2 separate regions of the Ovis aries genome follow, and region 1 is linked to region 2. Evidence: chromatin contacts called from public Hi-C data. All regions are on one chromosome and are shown on one strand. The core of a region is the stretch at or near the end of the contact, and the rest is flanking DNA. Distances in the headings are between cores, read along the strand shown.

Evidence for each region. A called contact is a pair of places that touch in the nucleus more often than the background predicts.
Region 1: a contact with region 2 is called in a Hi-C map of hypothalamus, with 6 times the contacts expected there. The contact joins the promoter of IRS2 here to the enhancer-like site in region 2. A contact is called at or near these places in 8 of 16 Hi-C or Micro-C datasets (hypothalamus, liver, mixed tissues and 4 more).

Annotation. Positions count from the first base shown.
Region 1 is chr10:84,031,499-84,037,487 of ARS-UI_Ramb_v3.0, forward strand. It overlaps IRS2 (insulin receptor substrate 2), which reads right to left and starts at 2,724. Exons shown (of 2, transcript XM_027973785.3): 1 at 1-2,724. The coding sequence starts at 2,429.
Region 2 is chr10:83,632,734-83,638,322 of ARS-UI_Ramb_v3.0, forward strand. The region is part of intron 32 of MYO16 (myosin XVI); the gene reads left to right. Among named protein-coding and RNA genes, the nearest start is that of TRNAY-GUA, 10 kb to the left of the region's middle. Within about 2 kb of position 1,453, at least 9 of the 54 cell types and tissues checked have an H3K27ac peak or open chromatin away from gene starts, as enhancers often do. A contact at or near this core is called in hypothalamus, where this site is marked.

The sequences.
Region 1 (5,989 bases), core at 1,474-3,973, 400 kb after region 2:
CTCATGAGCACGTACTGGTCGCTGTCGCCGTGGCAGGCGTGGGGGGCCTTGTAGGAGCGGGGCAGAGAGCTGTAGCAGTAGCCGGGCATGCCCCGCAGCGTCTCCCCCGCGGCCGAGAAGAAGTCGGGCGGGGTGCCCGTGGTGCCCGCGTCGCTGGGGGACATGTTGAGGTAGTCCCCGTTGGGCAGCAGCTTGCCGTCGGCGCTCTCCATGGACAGCTTGGAACCACACCACATGCGCATGTACCCGCTGTCCTCGGGGGAGCTCTCGGCCGGGGAGCCGGTCTTGTAGCCGCCCGCAGTGCCCGGGAAAGCTCTGCCGGCCGCCGACGCGGGCGTGGGCCCCGCGGCCCCCGCAGGGGGCAAGGCGGCGGGTGCGGGCCGCGGCTGCAAGATCTGCTTCGGGGCCGACACGCTGGTGGGGCTCATGGGCATGTAGTCGTCGCCCCTGCAGCTCCCGCCGCCCGTCCGCAGGGGGGCCACGCCGGGGGTCATGGGCACGTAGCCGTCGTCCGTGCCCAGGTTGCTGCTGGAGCTGCGGTGCGAGCCGATCTCGATGTCGCCGTAGTCCTCAGGGTACGGGTGGTAGGCCACTTTGGGAGAAGACGCGGGGCAGGATGGGCACAGGCGGCCGGAACTGCCCGAGAAGGTGGCCCGCATCAAGGTGTACTCATCCAGGGACGCGGAGGACGGCTGGGGCGCGGGCCGCTGCCGGGCAGGCGTGGTCAGCGAGTAAGTCCGCTTTCTCAGCCCTCGGTCCAAGTCTGGGGCGCCGTCCCCGGAGACCCTGCGGTAGGCGCGGCCGCCGCAGTGGCTCAGCGGCCGCTCCATGGTCATGTAGCCGTACAGCTCGCCCGCGCTGCCGTCCCGCGCCGGGGGCGTCTCAGCGATGGACTCGGGCGTGTTGCTCCGGTGGCCGCAGTAGACCCTCAGGTCCCCGGGGCTGGAGCCATACTCGTCCAAGGACATGAAGCCGGGGTCGCTGGGGGAGCCCGAGGCCGAGGCGCTGCCGCTGGAGGGGCGCTGGGGGTGCAGGGGGTGCTGCAGGTGCGGGTGCGGGCCGGGGGGCGGCGGGTAGGAGCCCGAGCCGTGCCCGCTGCTGGACGACAGGCTGCCGGGGCTGGTAGCCGCCGGGGGCGAGTGCGCCACGGGCATGGACATGGAGCGGCTGTGCTGCAGGCCGCCCCCTGCCGGCGCCAGCGCCGCCTTGCCCGCGCGGCCGCCGCTCAGCGTGTGCGAGCGGCTCAGGGGCGCGCGCACCGGGCCCGGGCTCAGGGGGCTGCCCGCCGCCGCCCCGGCCCCCGCCGCCGCCCCCGCCGCGGCGCCGCCGTCGCCCTCGCTGGCTGTGCGCACCCGGCACGCGCTGCACTTGGCGGCGGGCGGGGTGGCGGCCAGGCTGTCGGTGCGCGAGCGGCGCACCAGCCCCGTCTGGCTCGGGGGCAGGTTGACCAAGTGGTGGTGGCGGCGCGCACCGGGCACGCTGATGGGGTGCGTGGCCGACGAGCCGGACGACTGGCTCTTGCTGCGCGGCCGGAACTCGAAGAGCTCCTTGAGCGCCTTCATGGCCTCCAGGATGGTCTCGTGGATGTTCTGCGCCACCACCGAGTCGTCCGCCTGCATCCACAGCTCGCCGGGGCCCGTCACGGCCGAGCGGCCCACCTCGATGAAGAAGAAGCTGTCCGAGTGGCCGCAGCGGCGGATGCTCATGAGCTGCAGCGTCACCGACGGCTGCTCGCAGTTCAGCTTCACGAAGCCGATGGTGCGCGCCGACAGGCACAGGCGGTACACGCCCGTCAGGTTCTTGCTCTGGCCCAGGCCCTTGGGCTTCAGGTTTACCTGCCACACCTCGCGGTAGGCGGCCGTGGCGGGCGCCACCAGCCCGTAGCTGTCATCGGCCGCGGCGGCGCCCGCCGAGCCGCCCAGGGCGCCGGGCAGGGAGGCGCTGCAGGACCCGGAGGTGGCGGCGGCGGCGGGGGGCGCGTCGCCGGCGCCCGCGCGGCCCTCGCTGACCAGGTCGGTGAGCGCGCGGTACCAGCCCTCCTGCTCCTGCTCGTTCTCGGCTGCCACGGCGAAGTACTCGTCCTTGGTGTAGAGGGCGATCAGGTACTTGTGCTTGGCGTCGGCGCGCTTGTTGATGTTCAGGCAGCAGTCGAGCGCGATGACCCGCTTCGGGGCGCCCGCCTTGCTCCGCCACTTCTTCTCGCTCTCGTAGTACTCGAGCCGCGGCGGCTGCGGCGCCGGGCCCCCGCCCGCCTCGTCGCCGCCCGCGCCGGGCCCGCGCAGCACGAAGAAGCGCTTGTGGCCGTGCTTCTGCTTGCGCAGGTAGCCGCACTTGCGCACGCTGTGGTTGTTGTTGTTGTTGTTGTTGTTGAGGTTGGGGCCGTCCCCGCCCGCCGGCCCGGGGGGCCCGTGCTCCGGCGGGCTCGCCATCGCGGGCGCTTCAGGCCGCGCGGCCCGGCCCGGCTTGGAGGGGCCGGGGGCGGGGCTGGGGGTCGGGGGGGGGGCGGAGTGCAGGGGGGCGCGGGCGGCTCCCCACCACCCCCTGCTCGCGCGCCGGAGCCCGCGTCCCTCGGGCCCAGGAGGTGGGGAAGGTTGGGCACGGGAGGCCCCGCGGGGGCAGGCACCCGTGCGGTGGCGCAGCGCCCTCCGCGATCCGGGGCCCCAGAAGGTGCCCGGCGCGGGCGGTGGCTGCCGCCCCCCCTCCTTCCCCGCGGCCCGGCTTGCCCGCGGCCGCTGCCTCCCGGGCTCTCGGGCGGCGCCTGGGGGACTCGCTGGCTGGGCCGAGAGTCGGGGTCCCCGAGCCGCGGGGCCGAGCCTACGGCGCGCGCGGCCGAATGGGTCCCGCCGCCGCGCTGCGCTCCGGGGTGCCGGGGTGTGCCCGGGGACTCGGGGTCCGCGCCGCCGCCGCCGGGGCTGCCGCTGCCGCTGCCGCCGCTGCTACTGCCGCTGCCAACGGCGACCCGGGCTCGTCGCGGTCCCCGCCGCACAGTGAGTAACACATCGCGCACCGAGTGACTGAACTAAGAAGAGCAAAACAACATGTGACTCGCCGTTACGCAGGCACACACGGCGCGGCCGCCCCGCCCCGCCGCCCGCATTGGCGCCGCGCCCCCCGACGGACGGCGCGCGCGGCCAATGGGCGCGGGCCGCGGGGAGGGCGGGCCGCGCGTCCCCACCCCGCCCCCCTTTCTCCCGGGGCCGCGTTTCCCGCCGTCCCCTCCCCCGCCCCCTCCCGCGGGGGGCCCGGGCCGGGGCGGGGCGGGGCGCGGCGGGGCGGGGGCGGCCGGGCCTCATTAATCAGAGGCTCGTTGCGGAGGCCCGCGGAGGAGATGCCACCCAGGGCGGGAAAAGGGGCGCGCGGGAGGGGCGGGCGCCGGCCGCCGCGCGCAGGGCCCGGCCCTCCCGCCTTTGACTCAATTAATTGGGCTCGGAGCTTCCGCCGGGGAGGGGGCGCTGCAGGGGGCGGGGGCCGACCGAGATCAAGGGGCAAGACCGCCAGCCCAGGCTCGGGGCTTGGGAGGGGGCGGTGGCACCCCCCCAACCCCCGGGCCCCGCACCGCCTCGCCGCCGCCGCACTGGCTGGGGCCTGGAGGAGGCAGTGAACTCGGCTGCCCCCCTCGAAATTCCCTCCGCCCGCAGCACACACTTCGGCGCGCGGATCCGGCGCCCGGGCTGGGGGTGGGCGCGCGTCCCCACCACCACCACCCCCGCCTCTGCGGGTTCGCGCCAGGGTGGTTCCCTTGGTGCCCGGCCCGCGGCTTGTTTACAAGCATCCCATTAGTCACCGGTGAGCTCAGGATCGATAGCAGCTTCTAGCCCCTTCCTGGAAGGGGAGCCGTGGTCGGCAAGGGGCGCGGATGGGGGCGCCCCCAGCCCCGGGCCGCGCGGGCCCCAGGCGCTCCCGGGGTCCCGCCGCTCAGGGCTGCCCTTCCCCCGCACCCGATCGTGGGCCCTTTCCGGGGCGTCATCAGCGCCATTCACTTGCATGTTCTCGGGAAGTTGAAATCGTCTGTTTAGATGTAACAGGAGAAAGGGGAGGGCGAGCAGGCGGAGAAGACTGCAGTATCCATCGTGCCGGGAAGAGGGCGGGCTCCGGCGAGCCGAGCCGGGTCCCCGCGGCCGGCCAGCACCCCGCCGACCCCCGGCCCCGCGCGCCGAGGCGCGGGAGTGGGCGTCTCCGGACCTACGCGCCCGCAGCGGGTGCTGCGTGAAAGATCCCCTTGGATGCTTCAGATATTTCCATCTACGTGGCGTCTGTGACTTTCAAAGTCGATTACAAATTAGGACCCACCATATAACGCGTCTCCTAAATGACTGTGAGGGCTGCTGTTGAGGGTGGGAGTGCCCGAGTTCAGATCCGAGCAGGCTACGAATCCTGCGGAAACGAAAAAGGCTATAGACACAAGCCTTGGTCGGGTTTTTTGGTTTGTTTTTAATTGCGTCTTCATGAAATGATTTGAAACAAAAAAATTTTTTTTAACTCCTGGAAGTTTGCCTTTGAATGCCATCTATACCTTACAAAAGTCTTCGTTTCCAATGTCATGGAAGTCTTACATTGAAGAAAAATAATTTAAGATTGTAATTTTTGAAAGACTGATAACTGTTTTAACATGTTTGTAAGAAAGTGACCTGAAAATTGTGCTAGTTAATATTAAGGGCCGAGAGATCCCTACTTACCGAAAGATCGTAGTAGTTTTGTTAGTTGCTATATAAATTATAAATTATATAAATTATGGTTACTGATGAATAACATAAACAGAAGACGGATCAATGACACAAAAATCATCAGAATTTGCCCCAAAGAGGTGTGTTCAAAGTCTATCCTTCATTTTAAACAAACCATGCCTTACAAAATAATACTTCTAGGAGTGGTGGAGTGTGTGTGTGTGTGTGTGTGTGTGTGTGTGTATGCCTGCGCGTTTCTGTGTGGGCATGGGTGTGTATGGACATATTTGTGTGTGTGTATGATTGTGTGTGTTCTATTACTTTTAGATCTTGCTGTTCTTTTTATGGTAACCGATGTTGCCTAGCAAGTTGTCCACCCAGCAAGGACAGTTGATGGGGCTTCTCATCTGGGAGCTTCAAGACCGTGTGGCCCAATTTCGTTGTCTGTGTGATCATTTCCAGTAAACCGACCTGCCTAAATGTTCAGTAACCCTAGCAAGCAGAGGGTGATTGTGGGGTAACCTCTTTCTAGCATCATGCCATAATAATTTATTCAAAGAAAGGATTTTTCCGCTTGATTTTGGCTTTTCAAACAAAATAAGTTTTCAAATACTCATTGAATATTTAGTTGCTGTGCCCTTTGGATGTCAACAAGACCATCTTGGGTTTTGTTTTTTTCCCCCCTCCTTAAAGCTGTTCCAGTGGGTGTTCAATACCAGCGTTCCACTAATGGTGTCAGAAGTTCTGTGCTGGCAGCTGACACCCCCCGTGTACTAGTCAGTCGGTCCCTGGTTAGGTACAGACAAGCCAGGGTGAAGAATTTATCTTCTCTATCAGTGGTGTTCTCATACTCTAGGATCACAGAGCTGCAGCAAAACTGCAAACTGATTGTCATTCTGAAGCCCTAGAACCTCTAGCTGCAAGTGTGGGAGTACAATTTCCCTTCTCATTAAGAAGTCAGCCCGTGAAACCAGCAGAAAGGAACTCTGTAATTAGAAACAGCCCAGTCTTCCTCAAGGAAGGAACTGGTTGTCTTTCTCCCTTTCCATTGCCAAATAAGCTATTTATTTATTTAAAGCTTGTTTGACACCTTGTGATTTTTCCAACTGTTCTCCAGCAAGAGTCAGCTACTAACATCTGCCAACCTGTCCCCTGTGCAGGGCTGGGTGCTGCTTGCGTGGCCTGTCGCCAGCTAGAGCCTGGATGAAATGCTTTCCCATGGCCCGGAATGGATGACAGAATGGCCATGTCTTCCAACGAATATTGTTTTCTGTTTGGTTGGTTTTGTTGTTGTTTTAATATAAAATCTTACACAGTGATTTTTT
Region 2 (5,589 bases), core at 203-2,702:
ACAGACGGAGAGCAGCCTGGCAGGCCACAGTCCATGGGGTCACAAAGAGTTGGGCACAACTGAGTAATACTTTCACTTTCATTATATAAATGAAATTTTTACAATGTAATGCTTGAATCCATAAGACCATTTATTTTTTAAACAATTATTTTCAAAGTTGGCTTTATGGAAAATTTCAAATACATACAAAAGTACAGCAGATTAATGAACTATCTCTGTGACCAATCTTAGCTCATCTCCAGCTTACTCCACCATCACTCAATTATGTGGAAATAGGTCCCAATGTCAAAGCAATTTACTGATAAATATTTGTATCAATTTCATCAGGGAGGTCCTTTAGAAAAAAAATATAAGCTTTATTCTTAAGTCACGTTAATAAGTACAGACCTGTCAATCCATTTGAACATCAGAGACTTGATTAACTAACATCATCTTGCTGCTCAAGACAGAAGCTGCCCCTAAGATGCTGGAGCATCATTTTTTCATGATGCAGCTGAAGTAATTCTCAGGAGTCAGCTTTCCACCAGAAATCACTGGTCTTCGAGAACTTCCACAGGGTCTGTGAGCACAGCGCCGCACCCCCTCACCACCACCATGTGGACAGCTGTGCAGATAACTTTTCTACAGTGACAGCCTCAAGGTGTGAATTTCTAAATGTCATGTCCAAACAGAGCTAAGCGTGAAAGATCAGTCTCTCAAGTATGTATTACAACTGCATCTTTTCAAAGCAATCGTTTCGATTTGTTTGGGGCTGGGCTGGGTCTCTGTGGCTGTGCGCGCTTTCTCTAGTTGGGGCCAGCGGGGACCACACTCTAGCTGTGGTGGTTTCTCCTGTTATGGAACACGGGCTTCAGTAGTTGCGGTGTGTGGGCTCGGTCACTGCAGCTTCCGGACTCTGGAGCACAGGCTCTGCAGTTGCGGCGTGGACTTAGTTACCCAAGGAGTGTGTGGGGATCTTCCCGCACCAGAGATCGACCCCCTGTCTCCTCCATCGGCAGGCGGATTCTTTACCACTGAGCCACCAGGGAAGCCCCCGTAGCCTCCTCAATCGGTACTGAGTGAGATTTTGAAGCTTCTCTGCCAAATTAAGCGCAATTATGCGTTGTTTGCTAACAAGAAGATGCTTTAAAATCACTGAAATATCACAGAAGTACAGGCGGAAACCTGTGACCTGTGCTCAAGGGCAGCGTTGGTAAACTGCCGTTCTCCGCTAGTGTTTGCGGCAGACGTCTCGACACTTGTCTCCTGTTTCGTCTCTGGCGCCTTCTGATGAGATGGCAGCTAAGACATCCGTCCTCCTGTGCAGGTCTCTGCATCCCATGATGGGAGGTAGGGCTCGGCATCCCCGAGGCGTCTTGCCTACATGCAGGCTTTTCTGGCTGTGTATGCTGTGCTGAGCTGTTAATCTCTCTCACTCTCCAGCTGCTTTGCTTTCTCTGCGTGGTGATTTATTTGTGGGGGGTGGTGGCCTGAGGCTTCATGAATGTTAGAAAGGGCGTGGACGGAGCAAGCACATACTTTACTGATGTGTAGTCCAGGGCACTCTGGACGCCCTCCCGTGAAAGGAAAGCATCCCTCTGCCTTATGGAACCATTTTAAATCAGCCCCAAGTTTCCCCCGTTTTTCCAAACGAAGTCCTTGGGGAAGGCAAGCCTAGCATCCCCAGCGAAGCAAGTCCTTCGCTCGTCGCTGGGTGGATAGATGGAGAGGATGAGCTGTAGAATGTGGCTGCCCTGGCCGGGTCAGTGAACCCGAGCTTTGACGCACGCGTGGGTCCCTGTGTGAGCAAAGGATGTTCTGAGCAGCTCCTGGCCCTGCCGCAGTACAGGCGTCTCTGTGTTTGGGCCTTGCAACTGGACGCTGCAGTGCTTCTCATTCCCCGGATGCCCAGTTGAAATAATCCTTAGTCTGTCTCTTCTTGCAAATGAGCTTTCAAATGGAATACACTGATCCATAGTCAGACATATCTACTTTAAGAGCACAGAGCTCTTTGCCTTCCGTGTTAATTGGACATTTTTTTTAAAGTGCCTAATATTTGTTGTGAATGCTGTGACATTTTTCTCCCTGTTTACAGCACCTCCTCTCTCTCAATGCCCAAGAACTCTTTCACTCAGGGAAATTGTGCAACCAGGGCCCTGTACCCAGGACTTGCATTAACTTGCAGAGCTAACTCCCTTGTAGTCATCCACCAGGCATTAGCTTGATGCAAGCCCAGGGCTTGCCCCCGGGAATCCAGAGAGGAGAGAGAGCTCTGGGTGCCCTGCTGTCTCCAGACAGGGCGGGCGGCAGATGGGTCCGCCCCATTTCAAAGTGAGGCTCTACCTGGGGGTCATAGACGCCCCCATGGGTCTGTGACTGAGCCCTGAGTGGCCTGTGAACTCCAGCGGTGTGCTTGGGCCTTCTTTGGGGAGAGGTTGACCAGACTTCATCACGGAGCGTTCATGAGCAGGGCATGGGGCGGGGGCACAGCTGGTGGCCCCAGAGCAGGAGCTTGTTGCTGCGGTTATGTCTTGGAGAGCCTCCCGCCAGGGCTGACCTGTGAGCAGGATGCGTGATGGGTGATGATGGGGGCAGGAGGTGGGGGGCTGGGAGTTCTCCAGGTGGGTGCAGAAGGAGGGGAGCAGGTGGGGCGGCCAGAGGAGGCCGTGTGCGGGCAGCCCTGTCTCCAAACACGAGTTCAGGGTACCTGGTCCTGTTAGCATGTGGCCACGAGCCTTGAAAGGCTTCCCTGGTGGCTCAGTGGGGAAGAATCTGCCTGCCCGTGCAAGAGACCCAGGTTCCACCCCTGGGTCAGGAAGGTTCCCCTGGAGAAGGGAATGGCTACCCACTCCAGGATTCTTGCCTGGAGAATCCTATGGAGAGAGGAGCCTGTTGGGCTGCAGTCCGTAGGGTCGCAAAGAGTCAGACACGACAAACGATGACAGTGCTCCTTCAATGTAAGCATCTCGATGGAGGCCCTTTCCACCCTCTTGTCCCACAAGCTGCCCTCCGCAATGTCAGGGGCCCACAGCACCCAGGTGAAGCCAGAATAATCCCTCTGGTTTAGAAGGACTGTTTCCTGGCTTTCTGTCTGCTCTGTCTCTGCCTCTGGAAGGTTCTGCTTGGGAACAGCTCTGAATTACAGGTGAGCAGTCACTCACAGCAGTTGCTTTCACTTGCAAGACACTCAGCCAGCATCTTGCCTTGAGGAAGTGCTCGACTCTGCAGGGCCTAAGTGTCGGTCCTGGGAGTGCGGCATCTCGGATGCCTGCTCAGGACTGGCCGCACGGTAAAGCTGCAGGGACCTCTCCTCCTGTCCCAGGGGCCATGCTGAGGGCTGCTTGGATGGTCAAGGGTGATTCGCAACAGACAGCACGACCCAGGGCAGGAGAAAGGCTTGCATGCATGCTCAGTCGTGTCCGACTCTCTGCAACCCCACGGACTGAAGCCCACCAGACTCTTCTGTCCCTGGAATTCTCCAAGCAAGCATACTGGAGTGGGTTGCCATGCCCTCCTCTAAGTGATCTTCCCGAGTGAGGAACTGAACCCCTGTCTCTTGTGTATCCTGCATTGGCAGGATTCCCGGGAAGCCCAGGAGAAAGGCACACGGCCCAAAAAAGCCAACTTCACAGCCCAAAAAAGCCCACTTCATCTGTCTCTACAGCAACTGTTTATTTCCTAGATTATGTGACTATAGAAACAGATATAGCTACAGATACAGATATTCAGACATATCTATATAGAGATATAGATACTGTAATGGCAAAATTAGAAGCACGGCTGAAAAAAAAATCAACAAACAACAACAAAAAACTAGCGTCAGCCCCATACTCAGAGCCCTCAGTAAATATTTGTTGGAAGAATCTTAAAGGCCTCCTGAAATTGCTACTTCCTCTGAACGTGGCTGCTTCATTCTTCTCTGAAACCCAGGCGTCAAACCAAGCAGGGAGTTGTGACAATTAAATATTTAGATCAACCTGATCACAAAGTTACCCTGCGAATAGTGTGAAATTCTCCTGGGAAATTTCCTTCACGGCTTGGCTGTGACTCTGCAGCCGCCAGCATGCCGTCAGACCGGAGATAGGGAGCGCGTATAAATAGTTCATCATTTCTGAGACAGCCGGAGGACGCAGAGGACTCATCCCAGTTGGACTGTTCGCCGGTGTGCCATCCAGGGGGAGGAGATCTTTTGAACCTCGAATTCTGGGGGAAAAAAGTCAGTCTTTTCAGAAGTGGATTATCTTTCATAAGCAGTCCACGTTTTTCATACCATCAACCCATTAAAGCAAGCAGCCACTGTGTGTGGGAGGGGGTGGTCTCTAGACTAGATTTCAAATTAAACTCCCACTGGGGGCTCCTAGGAGAAACCCGGTGCTTTATCCGCTAAGCCACTCCGCGACTCTCCCATAGCTAGTTAATAAAGACCTTCCTGGCTATCTGCATCTCATTATTGCCACAGAATGCAATATCCCGGGGTGTTCTTCCTTTTGTGAAGAAATGCTTAGAAGCTACAGGGTGCGTGGACATTTTCCTGAAGATGACCTGGATCACTGCTGTATTCTCTCTCCCCTTAAGTGTACTGGAAAAGAGAACCCCGTTTCTTAACTACCTAAGAGTGTTTAGGGCCTTTATGCCGACCTGAACCACTTTTGTGATTAATTCTCAGATTAACCTAGAAAATTCCACACCACCTGAGAGCTCGCTACATTCAGGGTCATTTTAGCCAGCCCTGCATCCTATGAGTCAGCAGTCACCTCACACCCACTGTGTGTGAAGCTTCCCAGGCCTTTTGCTGCCCTGGTTTTCACGTCTCCCTTTTTCCGATCTCTTCTTGAAGTCTGTAATGCTCATCCTTAGACACTGTACACTGGCAGTTACTGGGCAGTTGCAATTTTGCGTGCTGCTGATACATGCTAATTGTAATAAACCGACCGGTGACAATCTCTCTCACTCTCCTCCCCACTCATATGACTCAGTCTTAAAACATACAGGAACCAAACCACGGCTGTGAGAGCTGGACCATAACGAAAGCTGAGCGCTGAAGAACTGCTGCTTCTGAACTGCACTGCTGGAGAAGACTCTTGAGAGTCCCTTGGACTGCAAGGAGATCCAACCAGTCCATCCTAAAGGAGATCAGTCCTGAATATTCATTGGAAGGACTGATGCTGAGGCTGAAACTCCAATCCTTTGGCCATCTGATGTGAAGAGCTGACTCACTGGAAAAGACCCTGATGCTGGAAAAGATTGAAGGTGGGAAGAGAAGAGGACGACAGAGGATAAGATGGTTGGATGGCATCACCGACTCAATGGACATGGGTTTCAGTAAACTCTGGGAGTTGGTGATGGACGGGGAGGCGTGGTGTGCTGCAGTCCATGGGGTCACAAGGAGCTGGACACGACTGAGAGGCTGAACTAAACCGCGGCAGACGTGAGCCAGATCGGAGGGGACACACGTTTACAGCGGAACACTGAGGGTGCGACCCCTGCAAGTGTGTTCATCACCCGAAGCCCTGCAAAGCCTGCAGAAGAGTTTCTTCACACCCCGGGCTCTGGCTCGAAGTCAAACACACTCTTCCCCAAAAATGGCCACTTTAAAGAATGGAGGGTCTG